Regions from separate parts of the Zea mays genome. Here region 2 is linked to region 1. The links are chromatin contacts, called in public Hi-C maps. All regions are on one chromosome and are shown on one strand. The core of a region is the stretch at or near the end of the contact, and the rest is flanking DNA. Distances in the headings are between cores, read along the strand shown.

What was found. Hi-C and Micro-C count contacts between places; a contact is called where the count stands out from the background.
Region 2: a contact with region 1 is called in a Hi-C map of leaf, with 4 times the contacts expected there. The contact joins the promoter of LOC100283948 here to the enhancer-like site in region 1. A contact is called at or near these places in 4 of 25 Hi-C or Micro-C datasets (ear and leaf).

Annotation. Positions count from the first base shown.
Region 1 is chr7:131,092,855-131,099,816 of Zm-B73-REFERENCE-NAM-5.0, reverse strand. LOC100193967 reads right to left here. Exons shown (of 4, transcript NM_001139035.2): 4 at 5,686-6,282. The coding sequence ends at 6,205. Among protein-coding and RNA genes, the nearest start is that of LOC100193967, 18 kb to the right of the region's middle. Within about 2 kb of position 5,341, at least 18 of the 20 cell types and tissues checked have an H3K27ac peak or open chromatin away from gene starts, as enhancers often do. A contact at or near this core is called in ear and leaf, where this site is marked.
Region 2 is chr7:131,174,926-131,181,498 of Zm-B73-REFERENCE-NAM-5.0, reverse strand. LOC100283948 reads right to left here and starts at 2,302. Exons shown (of 2, transcript NM_001371965.1): 1 at 1,634-2,302. The coding sequence starts at 1,867.

The sequences.
Region 1 (6,962 bases), core at 4,092-6,591:
GGTACCCCGACCATGTGTGTAAGCTCTCTAAGGCGCTCTATGGACTTAAGCAAGCCCCAAGAGCATGGTATGAATGCCTTAGAGACTTTTTAATAGCTAATGCTTTCAAGGTTGGGAAAGCCGATCCAACTCTTTTTACAAAGACATGTGATGGTGACTTGTTTGTGTGCCAAATTTATGTCGATGACATAATATTTGGTTCTACTAATCAAAAGTCTTGTGAAGAATTTAGCAGGGTGATGACGCAGAAATTCGAGATGTCGATGATGGGCGAGTTGAACTACTTCCTTGGGTTCCAAGTGAAGCAACTCAAGGACGGCACCTTCATCTCCCAAACGAAGTACACGCAAGATCTGCTAAAGCGGTTTGGGATGAAGGACGCCAAGCCCGCAAAGACTCCGATGGGAACAGACGGACACACCGACCTCAACAAAGGAGGTAAGTCCATTGATCAAAAAGCATACCGGTCCATGATAGGTTCTTTGCTTTACTTATGTGCTAGTAGACCGGATATTATGCTTAGCGTATGCATGTGTGCTAGATTTCAATCCGATCCTAAGGAATGTCACTTAGTGGCGGTGAAGCGAATTCTTAGATATTTGGTTGCTACGCCTTGCTTCGGGCTCTGGTATCCAAAGGGGTCTACCTTTGACTTAGTTGGATACTCAGATTCCGACTATGCTGGATGTAAGGTCGATAGGAAGAGCACATCAGGGACGTGCCAATTCTTAGGAAGGTCCCTGGTGTCATGGAACTCTAAGAAACAAACATCCGTTGCCCTATCCACCGCTGAGGCCGAGTATGTTGCCGCAGGACAGTGTTGCGCGCAACTACTTTGGATGAGGCAAACCCTCAGGGACTTTGGCTACAATCTGAGCAAAGTCCCACTCCTATGTGATAATGAGAGTGCTATCCGCATGGCGGAAAATCCTGTTGAACACAGCCGCACAAAGCACATAGACATCCGACATCACTTTTTGAGAGACCACCAGCAAAAGGGAGATATCGAAGTGTTTCATGTTAGCACCGAGAACCAGCTAGCCGATATCTTCACTAAGCCTCTAGATGAGAAGACCTTTTGCAGGTTGCGTAGTGAGCTAAATGTCTTAGATTCGCGGAACCTGGATTGAATTGTAGCATACATGAATTTATGTTTTTGGTCATGTTCCTTTTTGCATTTTGTTGCTTATTATGGTGCTCAAGTTGTACAAACACTCCCTGGACCTCACAAGTCCGTTGCAAAGTGATGCACATGTTTAGGGGGAGATGTGTTACAACTTGATCCTTTGAGACTAACCATATGCTTGAGTTTGTTGTGATTTAGTCTCAAAGGAGAATTGAAAGGGAAAAGGTGGACTTGGATCATGCAAGACTTCCACTGCACTCCGATGAGAGGGTAACTCATTCCAAGTCCATCTCATGAACTCTTATTGCCATTTGCTCTTAATTGAAAATTTTGGTGAGGCAATGGGGTTATAGGGCCAAGATTGATCCCGTTTTGGTGCTTGATGCCAAAGGGGGAGAAAATAAAGGCCAAAGCGATAAATGGATCAGCTACCACTTGAGAGATTTTGAAAATAGTAGAATAGAGTTTTTGTTTTGTCAAACGCTTTTATTGTCTATTATTGTCTCTCTTGTCAAAAGTTGGCTTCTTGTGGGGAGAAGTATTGATTATGGGAAATAGGGGGAGTTTTTGAAATCTTTGATCAATCTCTTTATACTTCAACATGTGTGTTTGACTTAGAGATAGAGATTTGAGTTTGATTTGCAAAAACAAACCAAGTGGTGGCAAAGGATGATCCATATATGCCAAAATTGAATAAAACTCAAAGTTAGTTTTTATTTAAAGTAGTTTTGCACTTGTTCCACTTGCTTTATGTTGTGTTGGCATAAATCACCAAAAAGGGGGAGATTGAAAGGGAAATGTGCCTTTGGGCCATTTCTAAGTATTTTGGTGATTGAGTGCAAACACAAGTGCTTAAATGTGAAAATATGCCCATGGATGAACAAAGTGCAAATCACAAGTTAAGGTATGTTTCTAAGCCTTAGTACATTGTTTTTGTGTACTAATATCTTGTCTAAGTGTTAGAAACAGAAAGAAGAAGAGAAGAGAAGACTTGGCTGTGTACAGCCAAGGGGCTGTTTCGGTCTGGGGCACCGGACTGTCCGGTGGTGCACCAGACAGTGTCCGGTGGTGCAGGCTGCCTCGGCCGAAGAGGCTGCTCTCGGGTTTTTCTCCAGCGAATTCGGCTAAAATTCACCGGACTGTCCGGTGTGCACCGGACTGTCCGGTGAGCCAACGGTCGGCCGGGCCAACGGTCGGCCGCGCGATCGGCGCGCGACACGTGGCCGAGCCAACGGTCGGAAGGAAGCACCGGACTGTCCGGTGTGCACCGGACTGTCCGGTGCGCCAGATCTGCAACGGTCGACAACGGTCGGCTGCGCCTGTTAAGGAAAGAAATCGGGCACCGGACAGTGTCCGGTGTGCACCGGACTATCCGGTGCGCCCGACGACAGAAGGCAAGGATAGCCTTCTGGATTTGTTCTCAACGGCTCCTAGCTGCCTTGGGGATATAAAAGGGGCCCCTAGGCGCATGGAGGAGTATACCAAGCATTCCTACAACCTTTCTAAGCACCAAGACATTGATCTAGCGCATTCGATTCATTGTGATAGCATATAGAGCTCTTGTGGAGTTGTGTACTCATTGAGTTGTGTTGCGAGCTCTTATTGCTGCTTGTGTGCGTGTTGCTCTGATCTTTTGAAGTCTTGTGTGCGTTGCTCATTCCCTCCCTTGCTCCGTGATTCTCTGTGAACATCTTTTGTAAGGGCGAGAGGCTCCAAGTTGTGGAGATTCCTCGCAAACGGGATTGAGAAAAGAAAAGCAAGAACACCGTGGTATTCAAGTTGATCGTTGGATCACTTGAGAGGAGTTGAGTGCAACTCTCGTCCGTTGGGACGCCACAACGTGGAGTAGGCAAGTTTTGTACTTGGCCGAACCACGGGATAACCACCGTGTCATCTCTGTGATTGATTTCTTGTGGTTATTGTGTTTTGACTCCTCTCTAGCCACTTGGCCATAATTGTGCTAACACTTAACAAGTTTTGTGGCTTAAGTTTTGAAGTTTTACAGGATCACCTATTCACCCCCCCCCCTCTAGGTGCTCTCACACACTCATGTTCTTTGATGAAATTGTATGCACGATTTGGATTGAGTGCAGTTGTATGCTGATTTTATTAATTGACGAGAAACTAAAAACATCATAATAGTTGCCACGTCGTCTAATTCAATGACATATATACGTTACGAACAATTTGTCATGCTACGCATGATGTTAATCGCTATGTCATCATGCTTTATGACGAAATTAATCATCATGGTTTTTTGCCACGTCAGCTGTCATGCTAGCGTATTTATGACGAACATATTCGTCACAAAACTGCCACGTGGCAATGGTTCGACGCTATATCTTATGACGTTTTTGAGTCTCGTTTATGATGATTTAGAGTGTCATAGATTTTATGATGAATACATTTTTTGTCACTATATTTATGACGTTTTTTGCCTTTTGTCATAAAACTCCCTTTAACACGCACCTTCTGTGACGATGGTCTTTTTGTCATGGAGTCGTCACAACAACAAAGAATATGACCAAAAACACCTTTTTATGACATAATAAGAATGTTATAGAAGGTCGCATTTGTTGTAGTGTCCCAAGTCTCTGAGTGAGTGTCGCTATTGTTCTATACGTCTCTTCTCTAACTTGTGTGTTCCCTAACATGCGTGCCCCTGCCCCCAAAGGGGGCCTCCTCCCCCTTTTATAGATCAAGAGGAAGGAGGAGGATTACAATTTTGTCGTGTAGTTGCTATCTTGGCGAAGAAGGAGACGACATGCCTGTTTGTCAGTCTGGTCCTATTGCATATTGCCGGTGTTTGCAGCTTTATTGACTTGTTGGTGAGGTTGTGTGAAACATGTGGATTGTAGAGCGTATCTCGGACCTTGGCATGGAGGTTGGAGTACCTCAGACCCCAACTAGAGATGTAAGGCAGGACTGGCGTTGCAGGGCTACCCCGTGCAGTAATCATTTATCAGGGTTAGGCTAGTTTCCCTAGCCTCTAGGCCCCGTTGATGATCGATGATGTGTAGTTTTGTTCTCGTTTCTCTTGCGATGGGCTTCTTACAAGCTAGGTCAATGTGAGGGGCTAGCCTAGTTGCAGGCCGGTTTGTCGTGACATAGGTGCGGTTCGCCCGATCCTTTGATCCGGGTGCGTGCGTTCGTCGGGTGGGAGGAACCGACCTCAATTCCGTCCGACCCCTAGGTGTTCCCGCTTCATGTTGTAGTGTGATGCAGGAGGTTGGGGCTTACTTCCATTCGCCAGAGCAGGCCAGGTCTTACCAGGGTTGACTTGATCACGACCCTTCTTGGCCTATGGGCCCTTAGTCTTCCAGAGTTTTTAGCCCCCCCCCCCCCCTCGACGGTGTGCAACGAGAGAAAGAGAGCCGACGGTTTAGACGCCCGTAGTCCTAGTATAAGAGGAGGTGATGGCAAAGATAAGTCTATTTCTTTTAACACATATTTAGTGTTTAAGGGATTAGGGTTGTTATCCTGAAAATTTATTAACGTTCTCATATATAATTGGATTTTTTACACTTAGCCATATAATCAACAGCGTGGTTACACGCTCGACCATAGGGATGAAAATGGATGGGATCCGTCAGAATAACCCCTCTGATGTTTTTATTTTCACATTTTATTTCACGGAACCATCAGAAACAAGATCGAGAACAGGACTAGCGGGGTGGCGAAAACAAACCAAAACGAATGGGAAAAATGATAACAAATCGGAATCAAACGCAAAAAACGAAAACATCGTCATATGGCTAACCAAGAAAAGGATCAATTACGGGTGCGACATAATTGTCTATGATATGTTCTTTGTATAATCTAAAACGTGATATTATAAACGGAGAAAAATAGGACATCCTGACTAAAATCTGGAAAATTGAAAAATGGTTGGAAAAAATGTTTATGACATTTCCGTCCCATTTTCAAATTTGTCAAAAAAAATGAAAAAGACCGAGATATCCATAAGAAACAAATCAGTGTAGAAATCCGGATGGAACGGAACGGGATATATTGGGACCGTTTCCTCCTCTACTCGGCCGCGGTGGTGCTTTCACAGTTTCATTGCTTGTCTGTGCACGTGCTGGAGGACATGGCAGCCATCCCGGCCGGGCTAGTGGCCAATATTAGTTAAACGGCTGCTTCGTGGCTGCGGGCCTCATGCCTACCAACGAGTAGTCAAGGACGCATGACGACTGTCGTCAGGTGCGATGTTATTCGGTCACAGCGTGGCTCTGTCCCAGCTTTTGGGTGCCGCTCGATCTGGGTTCTTTCTTGGGGGCTTCGGTGCGAGGCAGCTTAATTTGCTGATGCTGGCTTTCTCGTCCGTAGTTTCATTGCCATCAGAACTTGAGAACTTTTTTTTATAGAATCCCTCCCATGCTAACCAACATAATTCAAATGCAAACAACTATTGGTTGCCACGGCAAGCCGAAGTTCCGAAATTTAGAATTATGCTCTGAAATATGTCTACTTAAGACTTGCACCACAGCTAATGGACTTTTTTTTTTTGGCTCTCAGTCTGTAGGTTACTAAAACCATCCAACACTTCAAATGCTGGTATTTAGAAATCCTCGTGAGCATATTTGCTAAGTAGTAATACACAAATAACCGATTCATCTGGTTTCACCATTACACACAAGCAGCAGCAGCGGGACAGTTTGCATACTACAACAGCTCTACAGCCATCAGATGTACAGTCGTCAAGCCGGTTGCATCCTGAACGTCGCCATGCCCATGCTTGTAATCCCACCAACCTACTTACACCCAGCCACCGATCCTTTAAAACCGTCCAATCTCTACACGATGTGCTGCTTCCGGCAAGATGCAAAGCTAGGCAACTCTACACAAGCTCTGGAGGATGGCCGAAGCCGGCGAGTCTTGCGCGGCCGGCTTCACTCCATTTGGTTCTCTACTAACATAATCTACATGTGTCAGTTTCCCGACTCCACTATAAGCGGTAACAGTACAATCATCCCCACTACGTTACGTCCATCGCTAGTCTATAGGAGACAAATTGTGTACAGATCCCAGGCACCACTGCAGGTATGCAGCGACTCGTCTGCTGTTTCAGATAGTCATCACCAAGGCCCAGTCAATGTTCTTCGCAAGCACAGACGCTTCTTCCGTCCGAATGGATCCTTCAACATTTCTGGTAGCTGCCGGGCAAAATTTGCAGTCGTCATTGCCAAATGCAGAAACACGTGGTGATTATCAAAATAATTAGATTTATACGTGCTGGCGACAATGTTTCATATATTTGTAAACTGTTCCAGATATCTGCCAGTAAAAAATAGTTTAATTCGATTTACTCGAGCTACCCATCATACTCTTTTGGAGCCCTCATAATATTGAGATAACACACACATGTATCAAAAGCTAGCTGTCTTAAAAACCTAATTCGGTTTTTTTTTCTATGGATAATGAAAAGTATGATTTGATGAGTGACAGGCAATCATCATAACCGATATGAACTCACAGGCTGAGTAGTGTACAAGGATAATGTAGTATACCTTAAACAAAGTTGAACTAAGTGTGTGGAATAGAATGAAACACTGAAGACCTTGTTCAGTTATTCTAATTACATGTGGATTGGAGTGTATTGGAATAAATTGGGATGAATTTTAGCTTGCTATGGATTTAAACCGACTCAATACCACCTCAATACCACCCAATCCACATGGATTAACGGTGAAACGAATAAGCCCGAAGTGTGAACGTGTGATCCCCTAACTGAATCCTAGAACCAATTTAGTGACCGGTTGCTCAGCTAGCGGTTCACAGATTTAATGGCTTATATTTGAATAATATGGAATTTTCTTCTTTCGTCTTTGGTTAT
Region 2 (6,573 bases), core at 1,053-3,552, 85 kb before region 1:
ATTTTGGAAAATACTATCCAGCCAAAAAACAAAAACAAATTATGAAGCTAGCTGTTGGAGAAACTACAAACAGGGCCTAAATCATCATCCTAACTTCCAAGTCAATTTCTTGAGCGATTTCGTATCCCAGCTAATAGATGGAAGAGGCAACAAAAGATTAGTATACTTGCTGGATGCCTTGGATGATTATATTGCTTGCTCAGCTAATAGCATCCAATTCCTAGCTAAATTAACCTTCTTGTAGGCCACGCAGAAGAGCTAGCCCTGAAAAGCTCGTCCATCCGAAGCTTCTTAGGGGGTGTTTGGGAACAAAGTTTTTCTGCAGTTTTGGAAGAATACTGCAGTATTCTCAAATACTGCAGTATTATATACATAATGGTGTTTGGCAAGCTAGGTAAAATCTCTGTTTTCAAAACTGAAGTATTGCAAATACTATAGTTGTTTTAAGGCATTCTAAACTTAGCTCTGGACCTCAGTTTTCAAAACTGCGGTATTATAAACTACGGTATTGTCATAACTAAAGTATAGTATAGTATTTCAAAAACTGTGGTTTTCAAAAACTTTGTTCCCAAACAGGGCCTTAACTGTTCCATAGAATACCATGCTTCTGTCGCCACTACAATACCGTGGCGTGTCAACCGACCTGATTTGCTTTGCTTATTCAATTTCCCCGTGCACCTTGCTCTATACATATATAGTAGTTAGAGATGGCAGTTTAGGGGGTGTTTGGGAACAAAGTTTTTCTGCAGTATTGAAGCAATACTGTAGTATTGAGCAATACTGTGGTATTATATACTTTGAGGTGTTTGGAAACTCATCTGAAATCTCTGTATACTAAACTGTAGTATTGCAAATACTGCACTTGTTTTGCAGTTTTGGAAACTTTGGTCTCAGCCAAAGTTTTTCTCTGTAAAGAGAGTGCCAGCTTGGTCCCGCTCTGGCTGATTGGTCTCAACCAAAGTTTTTCCCAAACACCTTGATGTATTGAATACTGTTGTATTCGAAAACTGAAGCATTGTAAACTGTAGTAATGTCATGACTAAAGTATACTTTAGTATTTGAAAAACTGCAGTTTGAAAAAACTGTGTTCCCAAACAGGGCCTTAGATCAGGTAGAGAAAAAAAAAAACTCCTGTAATCACATCCGTGAAGTCGTCTATCTAAATCACGATCGTACCCACAGGTGTAATTTCAGACCCGCACCGGCACCCTAATCTTCAAGTGTTATCGCAGGTCATTCCTCTTCAGCTAGCTCTGAAACGACAAGCATGCTTTGCGTGGGAAAGGAATTAAAGGGTGGTAGAGATGTGTCATGACTGACGCACTCCTTCCTACGAACCGTGACACGCTCACACGCATATACTCCTTGGAAGACGGTACGGTAGCTGCCTGGAAGGCTCGCTCGTCGACCACATAACATAGCTTAATTTATCGAGCACAGACGAAAACAACAACATGCTTCAGAACTAACAGATCATAGAGCAGAGAACGATCATCTAGCTAGCTAGCTGATTAATTTAATACGGAAACCAAGTGTATGTGTTTTGCAATCACTAAACGACGACGACAGGTGATATATTGCATCGATCGTAGTAGAAGAGATGATGGCCGGAGCGGCGGCGTAGTGTACTCACGTAGGTGTTGAGCTGGCGGACGAAGGAGGAGAAGTTGCAGTGCTTGAAGTGGAGCGGGAGGAGGTCGCGCGCCAGCTCCACGGGCTTCCACACCACGAAGGAGCGGCCCTGCTCCGCCCACGAGATCACCTCGTCCGTGCCCCGCTCCTCCACCATCTGGTGCGTCTTGGTCAGGAACGGCGCCGGCCCGCCGCCCCTCTTCGACGCCGCCACGGCCGCGGCCGCTTCTCCCATCCCTCGCCGCCGGCTATGTATATAGCTCGATCGGCACGATTGGCTCTGCTTGCACGCGAACCTCACTCACCTTTGTATGTATGTATGTGTTGTATAGGCTACTAACTAGCTAGTAACTGATGACTTGTGTGTTGTTGTGTGTACGGCTGAGCTACCTAAGGGAATGAAAGAAAGAAGGTTGGTAGCTTGCTAGTAGGAGTCTGCGGCGGCGACGGCGGCCGAGAAGAGAAGGAGGGCGGTGAGGAACTCCCAGCCCCAGACGTAGAACCCGGTGACGACCGCCCTCCGCCCGCACCCGCCCGCCTCTACTCCCATGTAAGCGCCTGCGCCTGCGCCGCCGCTCGGCCGGCACGATCGGTCTGGTGCTTCCAGCTGCGTGTGGGCTCCCGGCCGGCTAGCTCTCCGCCCTGGCGTCGCGAGAGGCGCTCATCGCCTCGATCCGCCGATTTAAAGGGCGGGCTTTATCGGGGTCGGGGCCGGGGTAGCTGGACAGGACAGGAGGAGGACGGAAGTGAGGGGCTTCTCTTCACGCGCGATCGAGGGCGGCACAGGCGAGAGACCAGCGCGGTGGTTGCTTTCGGCGTTGGGCTTCTTGCTTTCTGAGTGTAGGTAGGAGTCTGTCTGGTACTGGCCACGCGCGGGTAGCGTGATGACCTCCGTCTGCTTCTTCGCGCGGGTACGTATGCTCAGCAGTCAGCTCGCCCACCCCTTTCAGCCGCTCTTCCTTGCAGCCGGCCCGCGGCCGGTCCAAATAAGAAGCTTCCACCGCTTTGTCGTCCAATATCCAGGAGCCGTGAGCCGAGCCGAGTCAAAGCGCCCGAAAATTCGTCGCTCGCCCAAGCGGGGCCCGCCGCTCCTGGCTGGCTGGCTGGCTCCCACGCACAGGAGGGAGGAGGGCCCGGCCCGTCTCGACCGCGCCAGGACGAACCGACTGTCCTTTGGATCCTCCTCGGCACCGGAATGCCTCGTCACCACCTGTGACGCTGGCGGGCGCCTGCCTCGCCGTCGCCGGGAGAGAAAGTAAACCACCCAAAGGCGCGTGGAAAATGCGCGCGCGAGCGCGGACTTGTGCTCGGAGCGCTCGTCGCACTCCACTGCGGTGCGGCACACCCCCGATTTGTCCACATCTCGCTTCCGCGGACCCCGAAGAAGCCGCGCCCGCCTGCGCGTGAGTGCTCTCACTGATGACTGATCCCTTCCCTTTCCCTACACGTACGCGCAACAGCCGCGCCAGCCAAACTTCGCTGCGGCAAATTTAAAACTCTTGGACTTTGAAAACGAAAAGTGAAAAAAAAAAGGAAACTAGCTACCGTGTGTGCAAGCCGTCGATATCGATGATGCTTGCAGTCAGATCGAATAATAAGCTGACGTACTAGCTACTTTGAATTATCGTAACTTATCACTAACTTCTAGTAGTTACTTTCATCAGCCGTTGATTTCATTTCTTCTCCGTGCCAAAACAAAAACAGATTCGAGGTAGGTGCGAACAAGATGGCTGGCTACCACGATCATTAAAGCTTGGACTTTTTCGTCGATCGGCACACGAAACGGCGCCGGGAAAGTGAAATCATCGGCCGGGCCGAGCTTGACACGCACACGCAGCCCCGGCCGGCGCGTCGACCATGCCGTCACACTGACGACGCGGATTGTACTACTGTATTTATACTAGGCGGACTTGATGTCTAATTTCATCTAGCTGTCTTTAACTACTAGTGCGCAATTAACTTTCTCTTAACTCAAATTACTTAGTAGTAATGGTCTTTGAACCCTCAACCCGTCTATATATATTGGAGGTTTATGTATAGACTTAGGGCTCGTCATCAGTCAAAAATAGCTCAGACTCTGTTTGAATGTTATGGTTTTACATAACTGTAGTACAAAGAGGTCTAGAATGGCGTTTCTAGAACTCTCCAACGACATATACTCCCTCCATCCTAAAACATTAAGTCGTTTAATTTTAGCTCTTCATTTTTTATGTCAATGTTTAAATGGATGGCGATGATGAATCTAAAAACATATATATAAAACAAACGTATTAACTATTGTATGAAATCAACTAAAAAGGTAAAACATGTTTTATTTTGGGAACGGAGGGAGCAGTTTACTTTAGGTGGTCTTTAATAACACATAATGGAACGAGTCATTACATTATAAATCAGATCGGATGACCGTTACTAATAACAATGATTATATTATGCCAAGTAGATGACTGGATGTGTTTATCTTTTTTTTTTCAGGATTCTCTAATATCTATATTCTTTCTAGCGTGTCTTGATAGCATTCATTCCTCCAGTTAGCAGTTCCAATTTTCATAAATATAAGCGAATAAATGGAAATAAAAAATCAGCCATTCATAACAACCTTGAATTAAGTGCAGGCTGCACGGTACTGATGGTGGCTGGTAATCCTAGAATGTTGGATGTATGCTTAAAAGTTTTCCGATGGAATGCTTGGATCATGGTCTATCTCGATCGTCTCTCTCTGTGTGTGTACGGAGAACACGTGCACGAAACAAAAGAGAGCACCTATAAAGTACTAGTGCTTTACCGGATGCCCACTCTAGAGCAAATCCTCAGTTCAGTACACCAACCGCCACAAACACAGATGACAGTTCCAACTATCCATCTTTAGACTATATACTAAGTACTCCCTCCGTTTCTTTTTATTTGTCGCTGGATAGTGTAAAATTACACTATCCAGCGACAAATAAAAAGAAACGGAGGGAGTATATATCAGGAGATTTCTAACTAAATAACTAACCGAAGCATAGAGAACATATAACTACTATACTATATTCAACCAAGTTTCGTAACGTATTTGATCTGACTAAAATTCTTTACATCTCTACCCAAATATATATTTTTTTAATCATAGCAATCGACTAACCGCGTTAGACTGAATTGCGAGGCAATGTGATTTGACCGTGGCTAGAGAAATGAGCGTGATCCAAGTTAATTTTGAAGGGAAAAAATGGTAGAGTTTTTAAAAATAATCTTAAGAACCCAAAAAAAAAAAGTTCTGCCAGTGCAGGAACCGGAGATTCTGTAAGCATAGCTCCACCATGCTGGCGTGCAAGCGAAGGGGTTGTTGGTTGGGGAATTGCTTGTCCAACTCGGTGATCTGATCGCCCATGTAAACGCCTCACACCAACTGAAACAGAAGCGGGGCGGAGAAAATTGAGGCCAGCGCTGACCGTTGCCACGCGACAAGATGCTGACTTTTGGAGCCACCCCCGGCGCGCATCCATCCGCTCGGTTGCAGGCCAGCTGGTCAGTCCAAACCCAAGGCTAGCTTCTTTTGCTGATCTCACGCGAGAACGGAAGCGAACTGGATACGGATAACGGCGCACAGAGAAGGTTCTGCTAGGTGTTTCGTTTGACTGCTAAGACGGAAGAGATATGTGTCTGCTTTTTCTCTCGGTCCAAATTAGTGAGGCCTAGGACCGGAATTTGGCTGCAGGAATTCCGAACTTGTCATCACTTTCCCACCCCCTTCCCTGTTCTCTTCCTAGTTCCTACTAGTCGTATCGTTCTGTGCGGTCCCTTGTTACGGCTTCCAAAACAAAACAGACATATAGTCAACAAAAAGAATCACATGAGGAAATTGTTGAATAAAACTCCATTGTTCAGTACTACCACTACTGTATTATCGTGTGCTACAGCTGTATACCAGTATATATCAGGCAACGGCCGCTGCCTTGTATAACAGGCTAGACCCAAAGTATTGACCTTAAGGGCCGAGTACTACTAACCTACTCAAGGCCGAAACCGTAATGAAGTAGAAAGGCCCAAGAAAGTTCCTCTTGCTTCCGGACGAGGTCATCCGGCCCAGGAAGAAACTTGGATGAAGTTGATGTGTTTCGTCTGTAGCCCATTGCGTATGCGCATAGAACAAGGCTTCTGGAGCCGTAGTGGTCGCTAAAAGGTAGGCCCAGCTACATGTTTTTAACACCAGGCCAGATTGCTTCCGGGGTTTTTTTAGGGGAAGTTCATGTTAAGAAACCCTTATTAGAGTTATATAGACAAATATGAGATTTACCTCTGAGTGGTCTTCCTTCTCTATATAAAGAACATATACACCCTCTAACAAGAACGAGGCGAGCCGAGTTGGCTCGATATCCAGCCCCCCTAGTTGGTAAGGAAGGGAACGGGCTTTTACGATTCCTCACGCCTAATCTGCTGACGAGAGTGAAAGGAGCATATCTATCAATCCGTAGTAACATTAACTACAATTCCGTCACCAAGTTAGGTTTTGTACTTCCTTTTTTTCGCGAGAAGATAGTTTAAGTTAGATTAAGGGGGTGTTTGGTTACACCCCGCTAAAATTTAGCCCCTGCCCCATCGAATGTTTGAACCTCCGTTCCGGGTATTAAATGTAGTCGGATTATAAAACTAATTTGTCAGCCGAAGATTAAAAGACGAGACGAATCTAGTCCAGTTGGTTGGGTCTATATTTCATACTCCTATTTAAAAGTCAAACGCTTGATGTGAACCCGAGCTAAACTTTAGCAGGAGCAACCAAACACCCCCTAAGTTACAGCAGCACGTAGCTATGAGTTTGCATATTCTTGCAATTTAGTCACGCCCGTGTGGAGACGGACTCCGAGTTATTACCCTTGGCACGTGTACGAGGACGGCGAAACACTGTCCTCCCCTCCCCTCCCCTGATGCACATGGTCGCACGTGCACGGCCCACCTGCTCGGGTT